Linked DNA regions of Macaca fascicularis: region 1 is linked to region 2. A link is a contact called in public Hi-C data. All regions are on one chromosome and are shown on one strand. Each heading gives the region's core, a stretch centred on a gene start, on an enhancer-like site or on the middle of the called end of the contact. The rest is flanking DNA. Distances are from core to core; before and after follow the strand shown.

What was found. Hi-C and Micro-C count contacts between places; a contact is called where the count stands out from the background.
Region 1: a contact with region 2 is called in a Hi-C map of liver, with 2.7 times the contacts expected there. The contact joins the promoter of ANKRD63 here to the promoter of SRP14 in region 2. A contact is called at or near these places in 2 of 2 Hi-C or Micro-C datasets (liver and skeletal muscle).

What each region holds. Positions count from the first base shown.
Region 1 is chr7:16,777,855-16,781,568 of T2T-MFA8v1.1, reverse strand. ANKRD63 (ankyrin repeat domain 63) reads left to right here and starts at 2,218. Exons shown (of 1, transcript XM_045395286.3): 1 at 2,218-3,714. The coding sequence starts at 2,693.
Region 2 is chr7:16,541,579-16,544,928 of T2T-MFA8v1.1, reverse strand. It overlaps SRP14 (signal recognition particle 14), which reads left to right and starts at 1,865. Exons shown (of 5, transcript XM_045395283.1): 1 at 1,865-1,941; 2 at 2,089-2,161; 3 at 2,641-2,753. The coding sequence starts at 1,918.

The sequences.
Region 1 (3,714 bases), core at 969-3,468, 240 kb before region 2:
GGCCTTTCTATGACACCAGGAAAGAAAACTGGCAGAGCCCTGACCAAACACTTAACAAATGCAAAAAGAGAAAAGGGGGGCTTCATAGTGGGTGCAGGTACACATCACATGCTCCTCACGTGACAGAGGGGAGTGGGAGCCTCTGGTCCATGGCCTGGGTGCCAAATTCAAGGTGGACATCACTGGAGCCTGGGAGCTGGAGAGAGGCAAGGGGCTCAGGGTGCAGGGCCATGAGCCCACTTTGCCACGCCCATCTATGCCCAGTACCTTTCCCCAGGCATCTGCTACTGCAAAGCATCTGCTCAGGCTGAGAACACCATCATTCTTTCCTTATTTCCCCTCTCTGATAGGAAGGGACCCCTTAAAGCAGCCCTCAATAGTGTCCCCTGAAGGTTTATCCTGCTTCCAAGCCTTTGCCTCCAGAACCCGTTTGGAATTACTTTCTTTTTTTTGAGACAGAGTCTGGCTTTGTCACCCAGGCTGGAGTGCAGTGGCGTGATCTTGGCTCACTGCAACCTCCGCCTCCCAGGTTCAAGCGATTCTCCTGCCTCAGCCTCCCAAGTAGCTGGGACTGCAGGCGCGTGCCACCACACCCAGGTAATTTTTGTATTTTTAGTAGAGATGGGGTTTCACCATGTTGGCCAGGATGGTCTCGATCCCTTGAACTCGTGATCCGCCCGTCTCGGCCTCCCAAAGTGTTGGGATTACAAGCGTGAGCCACTGCACCCGGCCTGGGATTCCTTCCTTGGAAATACCCCAGATCCCGCACATCCTTGAAGTCCTATCTTTAGAAGGCCCCAGAGCCCTCTCTTCCCCGCAACTCCATCTTTTCATCCAAGGACTGTGTTGGTAGGTATTTAGCAGATGTATTCAGCCCTCAGAAGACAACGTCCACTTTTTAAGTCCCAGTGTTGTCTTCTTAAGAGGGGGAACGTCTCGCATCCAGAACCGAGCTTCTGCCTCTCTCTTACCGCTGCCGGCAACAAAATGTGCGGCTCATGAAAAGTCTCAGTCAATTCTGCAGCTGATACCTGCTTCACTCCTTTACAAATACCCATTCCAACCTTACTCACTCCCTCCCCACCACCCACACCCAGGCTCTGATGCGCCCTAACTCCGCTCCGCCCAGGCTTGTGTATCATCCCCCTCCTCCAGGACCGAGGGGGACCTGCTGGCCGGAGGGAGAAGGAGATGCAGTGGCTTCTCTAAGCATCTTACAGCAAATGGAACTTGTGCTCGCCTCCTGTCCTTAGGTGCCAGCCAGTGGTCAGAGCCAGAACCCTGTGGCCTGGGGGTTGTTTTGTGCTCAAGGGAGAAGCGAGGGGCAGGGAACCTCGCATGGGTCCCTAGCTTGTTCCAGGGTGGCGGCGCCAGGGAACTCCTAACATGCCCGGGGCACTCCCGGATCCTAAGGAGCCCCTTCCTGGTTTGGGCGTCTACATTCTGCCCGCTCGGCAGCCACCGGGAGTTGGCACGCGGGTGCGTTGTCGGGGTTGGAGACGTCTGAAATTGGAGAGCGCACTCGGCCCCCACCCCTCGTTCCAGGGAGCGTGTGCGGGAGGAACAACTGTGTGTGAGTGCGTGATTCTCTGCACTTCGAGTAGCAGTTTCCAGCCAGGATGAGCGCCCCCAACCCGCGGGACGTATACCCCCTCCCCCAAGTTACTCCTCATCCGCCTTTCGCTGCCACCCCTAGCTCGCGCGTGGTCTAGTTCTGCGCTCATGGGGTCCCATTTCCTTTCACCCTGGACTGCTGGGGGCAGCTCTCAGTCTTCCCCGACGAGCCCGAGCTCCCGCCAGTTTCTAAGGAGCCGAGGGCACGGACTCGGGTGGGGGCGGAGGGCGGGGAGAGAAGACTGAGACTTTGGGATTGGCCTGGTCGGGTGCATGTGGCCCCCGGCGAGCAGCCCCCGCCCCCGCCCCGCAACCGCCGCCGCATTCCCAGCGGAGCGCGGAGGAGGAGCCGCTCCCCGACTTCGTGGGCCACGAAGGGGTGGGGGTCCGGAGCGGTCTCCCCCGCCCCGTCCGTCTCTGCCCTGACGGGGCAGTCGGCTCCCAGGGCAGCCATTGCCATGGAGACCCCCAAGGCTATAAAGTCAGGTATCCAGGCGGGCGGCAGCTCCCACGCCGCCGAGCCCCCCAAGTAAGGAGCAAGCGCCCCGGCGTGGCCCGGCCCCCGCGAGAGGGGAGGAGGCGGAGGAACGGCGCCAGCAGCTTGAGGAGCGGCGCGCCCCGCCAGGGCTGGAGGCAGGCGTGCACGGCGGGCGCCACCGTCGCTGCGGGGGAGCGGGGGCTGCCCTGGGTGCGGGTGAGTGGCACGGCTCCAAACCACGAGGACTGAGGGGCGCCGGACACGGGGAAAGCGGCGGGAGAGCCGGGAGAGGGTCGAGACTCGGCTGCCGACATCTGGTGGCGGGCCAGGAGCGGAGCCCGGAGTAGCGAGCAATCAACACCTCCAGGCGGGAGGCCCGGGGAAGGAGCGGCGAGACGCCAGGCGTACGGCCCAGCAGCGGCGGGGCAGTCGGAGCCTCCGGGACACCGGAGTAGGAACATCCGGACCGTCGGCTGCAGCCGCCCACGCGCGGAGGGAGAGGTATCACAGCGCGGGCGGAGGCCGGTGCCCCGTGGGGCGCGAGAACAGGGGCGCCCCCGTGCGGAGCTGCCAGGCTGCCCGGGCGCGGCGGTCGGGGCCATGCTCAAACCCAAGGACCTGTGTCCCCGAGCGGGGACGCGCACCTTCCTGGAGGCCATGCAGGCGGGCAAAGTGCACTTGGCCCGCTTCGTGTTGGATGCGCTGGACCGCAGCATCATCGACTGCCGCGCGGAGCAGGGCCGTACGCCGCTCATGGTGGCCGTGGGGCTGCCGGACCCGGCTCTGCGCGCGCGCTTCGTGCGGCTGCTGCTTGAGCAGGGTGCTGCCGTGAACCTGCGGGACGAGCGCGGCCGCACCGCACTCAGTCTGGCGTGCGAGCGAGGCCACCTGGACGCCGTGCAGCTGCTGGTGCAGTTCAGTGGTGACCCCGAGGCGGCCGACTCTGCGGGCAACAGCCCGGTGATGTGGGCGGCGGCCTGCGGCCACGGGGCAGTGCTCGAGTTCCTGGTGCGGTCCTTCCGCCGCCTAGGCCTGCGCCTCGACCGCACCAACCGTGCGGGGCTCACCGCGCTGCAACTGGCTGCCGCCCGCGGCCACGGGACCTGTGTGCAGGCCCTCACCGGGCCCTGGGGCCGCGCCGCCGCCGCAGCCGCGGCCCGGGGCTCCAACTCCGATAGTCCCCCTGGCCACCCCGCCCCCGCGCCCAGCCCCGAGCGTCGACGACCCAGCCCCCGCCGCCTCCCGCGGCCTCTCCTGGCGCGCTTTGCGCGAGCGGCGGGCGGCCACGGCCACGGCGGCGAGGCTGGCTTAGCGGGCAAGAATTCGGGCCGGCACCGGGCGCAGGGCAGTGAACGGCCCGAGCTGGGTCGGAGCATGAGCCTGGCGCTGGGTGCGGTGACCGAGGAGGAGGCGGCCCGCCTGCGGGCTGGGGCCCTGATGGCCCTACCAAACTCGCCCCAGTCTTCGGGGACTGGGCGGTGGCGCTCACAGGAGGTGCTGGAGGGAGCGCCCCCAACCTTAGTGCAAGCCCCCATTGGCCTCAGCCCCCATCCGGAGGGCGGCCCCGGCTCCGGCCGCCTGGGTTTGCGCCGACGCTCCACAGCCCCAGATATCCCCAGCCT
Region 2 (3,350 bases), core at 616-3,115:
CATTACTAGCTCAGAAGCTGAAGTCCTGGTTGCGAGCACCAGATTGACCCACGGTAGGTCAATGCTTGAGCCCCGCTGCTGAGGGCAGGTGAGTGACTCTCTGACCCTTTTATTTAATTATTTATTTATTGCCTCTCACCAAAACCCACACAACAGGGGACTGCAAACAGGTTCAAATCCTGGAGAACCAAAAGCCAATACAGGTTGGCTATACAAGGTCATCAGCCTAGGGCAGGAAGTGGGCAAAGGGCGCTGGCCATTTGGAAGAAAATGTGAAATCAGAGAGTGAACATATTTAAGCCATTAAGTTTGTGAATCTCCTAACTGGGCTCCCCATTTCCTGCCTTGTCTCTCTACAGTGTCTTCACAACCCAGACAGGGCCATCTTTAAAAAATGGTAAATCCCATTTTCAGTGTTCTCTTGAAAACTTCCTTAACAAGAGTCTTCTCTTTGTATCTAGAACAAAATCCAAATTTACCATGGTCACAGGCCCTACATAATCTGGTTCCCAGCTACCTCTCCATACTCCTTCACTCCTTGCTCCACAAGCCCTCCTCACCCCCACCCGCACCTGTCAGTCTTAGACACAGGGCAACTTGTTTCCCCTTTGGGGGTTTTGCTCTAGCCATTCTCTGTGTCTGAAACACTGTGTCCCTAGATCTTTGGATGGCTGGTCCTTTCAGCTTTCAATTCAAAGCTCTCCTCTTCGACGAGAACTCCTCTGACCCCAGCCCAAAGCAGTCCCCTTCCCACTCATTATACAGCCCTGCTTAGCTGTCTTCACAGAGCTCATTATCTGAAGCTGTACTACTTACTTGTTTGCTTCATTGTTTATTTCCTCCCTGCCCCTTTTAACCCAAGTTCCAGGAAACCAGAAACTTAGCTTGTCTTATCCTGCAGCATCCCCAACCTCTACAACAGTGCCTGGCACAGACTGAGAGGCACTCAGCGAAAACCTCTTGTGTGGTAGAATGCTTGACTTTATAGAGGGCCCAGGGTTCAAGCTGGCTACTGGCAGAGAGGGCTTACAACCCAGTTCTCCTGACTAATCAGAGGTAGAACTAAAAACTGGGCTCCAGCCCCTCTTTTTTTTTTTTTTTTTGAGACGGAGGCTCGCTCTGTAGCCCAGGCTGGAGTGCAGCGGCGCGATCTCGGCTTGCAAGCTCCGCCTCCCGGGTTCACGCCATTCAGCCTCCGGAGTAGCTGGGATTACAGGCGCCCGCCACCACCCCCGGCTCTTTTGTATTTTTAGTAGAGACGGGGTTTCACCGTGTTAGCCAGGATGGTCTCAATCTCCTGACCTCGTGATCCGCCCGCCTCGGCCTCCCAAAGTGCTGGGATTACAGGCGTGAGCCACCGCGCCCGGCCCAGCCCCTCTGGCTACAGCTAAAGGGCAGCGTTTAGGGAGAATTTAAAGGATCTACAGGAACTTATAATGATGACAATAATTAAAAGAACAACAGCTGATACCTACGGAACACGCTCTATGTGCCAGGCACTGTTCTACGTATTTAATCTGAGTTTCATTTACGCTTCACGACCACACTGCGAAGTAGATACTATCATTACCCTCACTTTATGGATAAGGAAACTGAGTCACTGAATTGTTAGGTAACCTGCCCAGCATACAGCTGAACATAAACTATACGCTGCTATCAAAACTTTCTTTTGCTCTCACTCCCTCACCCTGGCTGGGGTGAGAAGTTCTCTCTCAAGCGACGGCCCAGGACAGCCCCAACGCCTCCAGGTCACTGGCCCCCGGACGTCCCAGGGCGCCGGCCAGGATTGGTGGAAGAGAAGAGATTGGTGGAAGACAATGGAAGCGTAGTAGCGGAAGTCCCGCCCAGCCTAGGCCGAACTTCCGGCTCTCACTGCTAGGGGCTTCAGCGGAGGGAGTGGAGCGAAGCGTCGCCGCGATGGTGTTGTTGGAGAGCGAGCAGGTATGGCTAGGCCTGGCCGGCAGAGAGACGGGGGCGGCTCAGGCTTTGGTCGAGACCTCTGCCTCCTTCTGCGGGAGGACCAGGGCCTTGACGCGGCGGGGCGAGGATTTGGGGCTGGCTAACGGGGCCGGGCCTGTTGTTTTTCAGTTCCTGACGGAGCTGACCAGACTTTTCCAGAAGTGCCGGACGTCGGGCAGCGTCTATATCACCTTGAAGAAGTGTAAGCAGCGGGAGGGGAGCCGGGCGATGCTCCCCGGGTGCCCGGTGTCTGGGAGCCACCGGAGTCTGTCTGCCGCGGACCGCCGCCTTCCTCTACCGTCCGTCACTCTGTACTGGGCACATTCGGGGCTTCGGGCCTGGAAAATGATGGGGATTGTAGCGGGCGCAGTCCCCAGCGCTGAGCCGCCTAGGTTGCTTCTGGTAACAATGGGTCCCAAGCAGCCCAGGGCTCTTTGTCAGGGATCCCAAACGCCGCCACTTTGAGTGGGAGTTAACGTGCTTCGCTATTCCATGTTTCCGTCGTGGAAATAATAGTTTCTCCAGGGTTTCGCCAGACCGTGGTAGCAGACGAGGTGTTTAACAGAACTAGAGCAGCGGGGCTGGATTAGGTCATCACTTACCCCCTCCTCTGTTTTAACTGTTTGTCTGCCGCTCAGCCACGTATGCGGCCGTGTTCACCAGGATGCATTTTTCCTTCAGATGACGGTCGAACCAAACCCATTCCAAAGAAAGGTACTGTGGAGGGCTTTGAGCCCGCAGACAACAAGTGTCTGTTAAGAGCTACCGATGGGAAAAAGAAGATCAGCACTGTGGTGAGCTGAGTTCCTAAGGCTATCTTTTGAAATGTAAACACTCGAATTGAAGAGAGGATGGGGCGTTTCTGAACCAGGCTTTAATTTACTTTTCCCTTTTGCCCTGTGTGGCTATTTCTGAGACCAGGACCTTCCTATACTTCAGTAGTAGAAAACTCAAGAATAAAATAAAATGAAGAAGGTAGAGGTCAAACAGTCGTTAGTTCTGCTAAAATTTTTGCGGAAATGAATGAAAGTAGCGTATTCGTCCTTATTCGTAGTACTGTAAGGAGCCGTTGGCGTAAGTATTTGATTCCTTAGCCCCTTACTGTGTTGGGCCTTCAGTAAGCAGTTTCTTGGCACCAGGTGATGCTATTATTTCCTTATCTTTGTGGTTCACATGGCGAATGTGCAGCTAAATGTTAGGTTTCACACTTGAGAAAATATGCATTTTAGTCAAGAGCCCTAGTCTTTCCTTTCAGTGGAGGTTGAATAATGCAAAGGAAGAGTCTTCTTGAGTTGAGTGAATACTACTTTATTCTGCTGTGGCAGAACCAGACTTACTCTCTAATCACATTAGTGTAGGATACTGACTGCATGAAAATGTAGACTAGACTT